Linked DNA regions of Zea mays: all the other regions are linked to region 3. The links are chromatin contacts, called in public Hi-C maps. All regions are on one chromosome and are shown on one strand. The core of a region is the stretch at or near the end of the contact, and the rest is flanking DNA. Distances in the headings are between cores, read along the strand shown. Region 1 holds the start of LOC103627279 (pentatricopeptide repeat-containing protein At2g29760, chloroplastic). Region 2 holds the start of LOC100277858. Region 3 holds the start of LOC100194077.

Region 1 (2,700 bases), core at 7-2,506, 490 kb before region 3:
GTTCATGTTGCTGGTCTTTCTGATACTCATCATTGTCACCATATGTGTAACAATTGTCGGTACATATTTCTTGCTAAATGCGGAGAACTACCACTGGCAATGGACTTCATTCTTCTCTGCTGCTTCCACTGCGGTGTATGTTTACCTCTACTCCATATATTATTACCACATGAAGACCAAGATGTCTGGATTCTTCCAGACCAGCTTCTATTTCGGCTACACTCTAATGTTCTGCCTAGGCTTAGGAACACTATGCGGTAAGCTCTTCTGCTATCTTGTGGTAGACAAACTATGGTATCGTTAGTTTAATACTGCTTGGTGCTTTTGCTAGGTGCCGTCGGGTATCTTGGATCGACATTGTTTGTGAGGAGGATCTACAGGAACATAAAGTGTGACTAAGTGAAGATAATATCGCCCCATTTTGGGTCAGCGCAGAGAAAATGTATGGCAGAGCCTTATTTGATTGAGCGATCACTGATTCTAAAACCAAGAACGCAGGTCATTTTGTGAAATATGATCGTTGCTTGGCGCCGAGCTGAAAGCCATGTTTTTCTATTCTTGTCCTCGTTTCTCTCTGATTTCTTCTGGACTTGGACAGGCAACAAATTTTCATGTTGAATTAGTTATATATATAGCGGTGGTTGTAGTTGTTGAGTAGTTCTGTAGTATATACCACAATTGTTATCCTTGGCCCCAATGATACCTCAGATTGATGGGTATAAACTGTAACATTTACATTACCTGATGTTTGACGATGAACACAGTTCCAAATAATCATGTTCGGTACTGGAGGATCGAGATTTTTGAGAGGCAACATCAAAGAAAAAATGTTTGATATTATACCGAAATGGAAACTTAGATCGTAAATGTTTCATGCATAAATCTGAAACTACTGTACAGTATGAGCTTGTCAGTACTGAAATGGAACATTAGATCATAAATAACAAAAATATAAGTCTACTGATATTAGGCTGTCTTCAGCAACTCTCTGTAATGATATATTCAGTAGATGCTCTATCCGATTCTGTATCTCATTCTTTATTTCAAAATTCTCTACAAACAGCACAGAAGATAATCTAAAAACTCGACCTGCAACACAGGTCGAGAAAACAACTGTCCTAGCTTCTGTACTTAATTTGCATGAACCAGCGCTTCCCATGGAAACAACTGTCCTGTCAAGGAAGCACTTCAGCTTGTACACTGGGATCAAGTCGATCTCCTCTAGTATTTGGCACAAATCTTGGCACGACCAGCAGCAGATTGTCCACCCGTTTCTCATGCCCACCCCCCGCCGCCACCTCTGCTTCCTCCGCGCACTCGTTGGGCTCCGCTCCACCGGCGCTGCTGGCTTTTCCTCGGCTCCTACACGCGGGTGCCCACTCCACGCCGCGCTAGCGCGCCGCGGCGCCCCCGCGGCCGCCGCGCTCGCTCTCTTTTCCAGCATCCGTGCCGCGACATTGCCGACCCCCTACACCTTCTCCCTCCTGCTCGCCTCCCTCGCCGCGTCCTCCTCCCGCTCCCGCACCCCCTCCGCTGCCGTCTGCGATCGACTCGCTGCGGCGGGGCTTGCGCATGGGCAGGCGCTCAAGCACGGCGCGCTCGCACACCCCGTCGTCACCAACTGCCTCCTCAAGCTCTACTGCGCGCTCGGCATGCTCTCCGACGCGCGCAGGGTGTTTGATACTAGCGGTGCCACCTCCCTGGACGCTTTCTCCTGGAACACGATGGTGTCAGGGTACGGCAAGTGCGGCGACCTAGAGGCCGCGCGGGAGGTATTCGTCAGAATGCCCGAGAGGGGCCTGGTTTCCTGGAGCGCAATGATCGACGCTTGCATCCGTGCTGGGGAGTTCAGTGAGGCACTGAGGATGTTCGACCAGATGATGGGAAATGGGTTCAGGCCAGACGCCGTGGTGCTATCGAGCGTGCTCAAGGCTTGTGCGCATCTGGGTGCTCTTGAGAGGGGGCGGTGGGTTCATAGGTTTCTCAAAGCAGAGGGGCTTGGGAGGAGTCCGGATAATGTCATGCTTGAGACGGCGCTTGTCGATATGTATTGCAAGTGCGGGTGCATGGATGAGGCATGGTGGGTCTTTGATGGAGTCCAGAGCCAAGATGTGGTGTTGTGGAATGCAATGATTGGTGGGCTTGCGATGAATGGGCATGGAAAACGCGCACTTGAGTTGTTCAGAAGGATGCTTGATATGGGGTTTGTGCCAAATGAGTCAACGTTTGTTGTTGTTCTTTGTGCGTGCACCCACACAGGTCGTGTGGACGAAGGTAAGGAGATTTTCAGGTCCATGTGTGACCATGGCATCGAGCCACGGAGGGAGCACTACGGGTGCTTGGCTGATCTCCTTGGACGTGCAGGACTCCTGGAAGAAGCCGAGGCTGTGTTGCTGGACATGCCGATGGAGCCACATGCATCACAGTGGGGGGCTCTAATGTCATCATGCTTGATGCACAACAATGTTGGTGTGGGTGAACGTGTAGGAAAGAAACTTATTGAGCTAGAGCCAGATGATGGTGGACGTTATGTTGTTCTGTTCAATCTGTATGCAGTTAATGGTTTATGGGAAGATGCAAAAGCTCTTCGTAAGATGATGGAAGAGAGGGGAGCCAAGAAGGAGACAGGTTTGAGCTTTATAGAGTGGAATGGTTTAGTCCATGAGTTCAGATCAGGTGATACAAGACACCCCCAAACAA
Region 2 (2,700 bases), core at 108-2,607, 280 kb before region 3:
CATAATGTACAATATATGAAGTGCAATTACTAGTTATTTAAATGAGAAATGTTGCATAAGCTATTTCAATCACAACTCATTTTTTTACTAGATAAACCACATTGATCGTGCAAATGATAATGGCTTTATTTTTCTCCCATCCATATACAAGTATCCGGTATTCCCAGCTATGCCTAAGCAATTCAATAGCCGCTTCTGAGAGAATAGGACTGCAGATATTCACAATACAAGGTGTAAAAAAAACTTGTGTTGTCGTAAGGAACATAGTTATAGCTCCAGTCAAAAAAAAATGGAGTAGCTCCAAAGTGCCAATATATCGAATTGTATGCACTGAAGTTTGAAATGTCTAGACTTTTCTATGGATTGCAACAAACAGTTTTACTTTAGCACCAATAGTAGGCATGACAAGAAATTTAGGAATTTGAGATGGGCATCCAGAGGTGAACAAGGACACAAAAATGCAGGTAATTATGCCTTCAGGTCCTTTAGCCGTTGTACCAAACTGTAAATGAAGCTGAATCAAGTTTGAAATGCTGAAATAGACAGCTCAAGCAACTTTCCCCACTCCAATTTAACTACAATTGCAACCACGCCCACATGAAGAGCTGCAGAATCGCCATATGCCCAACTAGATCAGATAGTGGGTGGCCATGCGGGGTATGCTGATACAATCCTAAGCTACAACCTAACTGCAACAAACTGCTTCAGCAATGCCAGGAGTCCAGGACTGAACAGCACTGAAGCAGTCAATCTGGATCGAATTGAACAAGTGCTGGACAGTCAGTTTCCACATGAATCAGCACTGAAACATCCGGATGAGCAAAAGGAGAAGAAGGCTTGTGTGGTCGTGCGGAGGTAAAGCTTTGACCTTTGTGCGGCTTCGGCCTGGTTCTGGTAGAACTTGGCGAAGCGGCCGCGGTTGGCTGGCTTGGGTTTAGAGGGCTTTTTCGGGCGCAGGCCGGCGATCTCCTGCACCAGCGGCACGTGCACCAGCACCGTCCTCCACGCCACGTACCAGCCTGGGGCGACGAAGCGGATCAGGGAAGGGAACCCACGCAACTATTCAACTGAGGAGATAAGGGGAGGGGAGTCATACTGAGGAGGATGAGGGTGAAGACGAAGGCGATGGCAAGGACAGGGCGGATGAGGAAAACGACGGCGACTTCCGACGCAGCCGCCAGGCCGCCGCTCGCCATAGCGCCGGCGGCAGCTCAGTTCCGGCCTCGCAAGGAAGGGATCCGCTGGCGAGGTTATTGAGCCTATGGCATGCGAGGCCCGCGGAAGCAAGCAAAAAGCCTGCCTGCAGTAATGCAGTTGTAGCGCCGTTGACTTTGCTGGCAATGCAGGCAACCGGATTCGGGAGGAGGAAACAGAGTGTCATATACTCATATCGCAAGGCAATAACATTTGCGTAAAATCATGTCGCAAGACAATGATATTTGCGTAAAGTCACCCGTTGTCCATTGACAAGAGGCTACTGGTATATATGTGTCCTTTGTGTAAAATCACAGAAATTTGTCCTTTGAGTCAGTCACCAGGAGCTCAGGACATTCAGAACACAACTTTGCTCAAACGTTCATCAGAAGAAGCCGGCCTGGCAGCACGGGATGGTATAGCTGGGTGCAAAGGTTACAGAGAACTATTGACCCAATACTTTCAACTGAATCCCTCATCGCTGTTTAAATAACAACACAACACGGTTACATGTGCCCCCGCTTCCATCCTGATGTTTTTGTGGAAGATGCACGGGCAGGCTAACGAAGAAACAACACAATGCCCACATATGAAAATAGAACTCATAATGTAATGAGTCAGGCATTCCTATATGTTACAAGCTGACAGCAAATATGTTAGTGTGATCAGGAGCAACCTAATGCCTGTTCAGCAGAAAAGATCATTCGTCATGGTCATATTACATCATCTTACATTCTTACTGAACGAGAATAACACAGAAGAATGGCAAACCCACTATCGCTGGTATCCATGCTCCCTCAACATGGTTCCGGTTGCACCCTGCGCTTCCTTTTGGTAGGCTTTGTGGTACCATTGTCACTGGTAACTTGAGCCACAACAACTTTTTGAGTTGGTAGCTGGCCAATGAAGAGAACGTTTTGTGCCCAACCAGCATAGCTTCCAAATCTAGTAACAAAAGCATCGGCAACAACAACGCTAAGTTTTGGGGTCAAGCTCTTGCCAGCTAGCTCTGGTAATAGATACTGTGTAGCAACCTGCATTAGAATCCATATAGAGTTTAACACTCACATGAAATAGTCTTTGGATCATATTAATGGGGTGTTTGGTTTCTAGGGACTAATTTTTAGTCCCTCCATTTTAGTCTCTAAATTGCCAAAAACGGAAACTAAAACTCTATTTTAATTTCCATATTTGTCAATTTACAGACTAAAATGAAATAAAATATAAGGGCTAAAAATTAGTCTCTAGAAACCAAACACCCACTAAGTATAGACAGCAGACCTTCTACAGGTTGCATCCACAAGTTTGATTGAAAAATAATAAGAATTCAAAAAAAACACCCCAACATGAGTGGTACAGTCATTATGAATGCAGCAGGAATATGTATCTACACATGGTGATTGTTTTACTAGCGTTTCAAATAATATTTTTCCAAAAAAAAACAAACATAGTTTTGTTTTTTTAAGAGGGAACAAACCTAGCAATGAAGGCAGACCCAGTGCCGAA
Region 3 (2,700 bases), core at 36-2,535:
AAACGCTAAACCGTCGATTACCTTCGTTTAATCATTACCACTATAATGCTTATATTTGATACACGTAAAAATAAATTCACTATTTAAATAAACAATGTTTTACATATGAAAATGATAAAACAAATATTACACTCTATCTTAGCCAAAAATACAGACTATTCATTTTGAATTAAAGACAACTGTTTTGGACTACTGCAGCCACAATCTATAAAGACAAAACACTGTAGAAACAGTAAAATCGCTACAAATTAAAGCTAAACGAACAGTTTGGAGAACCGTATGGGTTGAAAAGAAGTCTGACCTCTCTTTTTTATAGCGTACTCGGTTCGCTCGTCCTTCTTCAACTAACGCGGTGGTAATATATGTGAGTGTTGCATTACATGTGGTCCTGTCGTGCTGCGCTTGGATGAGTTCTCACGATTCAACCGTACGCGAGAAGCGCGTGACAGGAACAGACCCACATGCTTCACATGTGACACGTAACGCACGAAACTTATATTTTAAAGGAGTATATATTATTTTGTTTAAACGGTTTATTTATGGACGAGTCACTTAAATAGGTTTTAGTAAAGGGACAACTAAAAAAATCACATAATATAAAATGGAGTATTTAGAATCGTTCACATCATAAATATAATTAACAAACATTATATGTGAAAGTCATATAGAGACAAACACTTTAGAAAAAAATTCATATATTTTTATTTAACTTCTTGATTTTGTCATTTAATTTCTTAAAGACATCTATTTTAGACGATGTATTAAGGTTTTGATTATTTCCTTTTAAGATTATATAATCTAGCTTACGAATTATATAATCACCTAATGATCTGTTTATAGATTACTATAATCTAGATATTTAGATTATATAATCAACATAATAATCTTTGTTGTTTATTTATCTTTTATTTTATTTACACTGAATTATATAATCTACTAGAGGGTAGATTTGTATATACCTAAACAACCGCACCCTTTAAATTCGATTCTAGTCCTATACTGCCTGTCTCCGTTCTGTTGCGCTCTGAAATCCACATATACCCACAGATTCGTTTTTTCCTCGAACAAACAGATACGCTCGGGTTTCAACAGCGTCGTCTGCCAGCGCGATCTCACCATCTTCCTCCTCCCATTGCGCGTCACCAACTCGAGAACGGAACAAGACGAAACCTTTTCTGTTCCCCGCTTCCTCCTCCACCTCCTTCCTTTTCCTGTTTATTTATTTTTTTTCCTTTCCATCTCCTAAATACTAGTAATATACTTCGCCTCCTCCTCTCTCTCTCTCTCTCTCTCTCTCTCTGTCCTACCCTTCCCCTATCCGCCTCCGCCGCCCTCGTTCCTCAACGCGGCGACGACCGCCGCCTACCGCACGTCCTAGCCCGGCGCCGCCCCTGACTCCCGCGTCCCGCCCGTCGCCGGAGGGAAACGGGGGCCGGTGGCGCGGGACCCGACGACTGCAACGCAGCAGGCATTCGCCGCCACGCGGGTCACCGAGGTTCGCGCCTGTCTCTTACTTTCCTGTTGCTAAGGGTTGGGCGGTACCTTTGCTTACGGAATCCTGATTGAGTTTTCTGCCCGTGTTCTACGATTAATTCTAGGGTTTTGTAAGCCCGGCTTCGGCGGCGTGATCGGGTGCGGAGGCTGCGGTGAGGGCATTGGATGTTCTAGACCCGTACGGGACCCTGCTGACCTCCTGTCGCAATGGAGGAGTCTGGCGCGGCCGTGCGCGGCGAGGAGGATCGTGTTGCTGACGCCCAGCGCTTGGGGCCAGCGGAGGTCGCTCTGTCTACTGCCACCGCCCCTGAACCGGTCCATGGATTGGGGGATGCCGCAGTAGAGGTATGTCATGCTCCGGAAGCTAGATTGTCCACAGAGATTGGTGACGAAGGGAGCAATTTCGCGTTTGGATTGGTGACTCCTGTCGATTGTGCTTCTTCCTCCCATCGAGGAAGAAGGTTTCAGCTAGGACAGGAGAAGGGTTCGAGTTCAGAGCAGAGGGTCATGGACATGGATGAACGGAAGGAAGGTAGTTTGGCTCCTGCGGCGTCTGCTGAAAATGCTGCTTTGCAGACCTGTCATGAGGTCAATGACAGGCTGTCGAATAAGACGATACCTTATCCTCCTTGCAGTGAAGTGGTATGTTCCAAGGATGCTGGATGCCTTTATGGCATGTTTGATAAAACGGCAGAAGGGAGCCAGTTTGAGCATGTGGGTTTGACGGGTGACGGAGGTGATTGTCGTGCCGTGGTGGAGGTAGTAAAGGAAACCGTACAAGATTTACTGGCTGCTCGTAACGGAGCAAAATGTGGTTATGAAGGTTTGTCAGTTTCAATGGACCATGGCAGCGAGCAAGAGCCACGTGGCATAGGATCTATCACGTTTGCTAACGATGAGCTGCAGCCAAATGGTTTGGTATCGGATATTGAAGCTGTTTCGAGGCCAGCTCATATAGATTCAGTTCCTTCCATTCCAGGGAGCATTGATCTTTCTTTAGATCTAAAGGCAGGTCAGTTTGGTGGAATGTCTGGTGATTCAGGGACGTGCCATGGGGCTGACAGAGCGATGCGGAATGATGATTTTACCCATGACAGTGGGGACTTGTCAGACCCAGGGAAGCATCATTTGGAGAAATTGCCATCTGGTGCTGAGGGCCTGGCATTAATAACTGATGCTGTTGGCGGATCTGACCATTTGGACCAA

What was found. Hi-C and Micro-C count contacts between places; a contact is called where the count stands out from the background.
Region 1: a contact with region 3 is called in a Hi-C map of leaf, with 2.8 times the contacts expected there. The contact joins the promoter of LOC103627279 here to the promoter of LOC100194077 in region 3. A contact is called at or near these places in 6 of 25 Hi-C or Micro-C datasets (ear, endosperm, leaf and 1 more).
Region 2: a contact with region 3 is called in a Hi-C map of leaf, with 9 times the contacts expected there. The contact joins the promoter of LOC100277858 here to the promoter of LOC100194077 in region 3. A contact is called at or near these places in 8 of 25 Hi-C or Micro-C datasets (bundle sheath, ear, leaf and 2 more).

Annotation. Positions count from the first base shown.
Region 1 is chr5:175,489,827-175,492,526 of Zm-B73-REFERENCE-NAM-5.0, forward strand. It overlaps LOC103627279 (pentatricopeptide repeat-containing protein At2g29760, chloroplastic), which reads left to right and starts at 1,257. Exons shown (of 4, transcript XM_008647567.4): 1 at 1,257-2,700. The coding sequence starts at 1,278. LOC100272502 reads left to right here. Exons shown (of 12, transcript XM_008683160.4): 11 at 1-257; 12 at 332-809. The coding sequence ends at 399.
Region 2 is chr5:175,697,367-175,700,066 of Zm-B73-REFERENCE-NAM-5.0, forward strand. It overlaps LOC100277858, which reads right to left and starts at 1,358. Exons shown (of 3, transcript NM_001151317.2): 1 at 1,097-1,358; 2 at 869-1,019. The coding sequence starts at 1,196. LOC100273912 (N-glycosylase/DNA lyase OGG1) reads right to left here. Exons shown (of 3, transcript NM_001148304.1): 3 at 1,645-2,228. The coding sequence ends at 1,992.
Region 3 is chr5:175,976,962-175,979,661 of Zm-B73-REFERENCE-NAM-5.0, forward strand. LOC100194077 reads left to right here and starts at 1,286. Exons shown (of 18, transcript NM_001359384.1): 1 at 1,286-1,495; 2 at 1,599-2,700. The coding sequence starts at 1,702.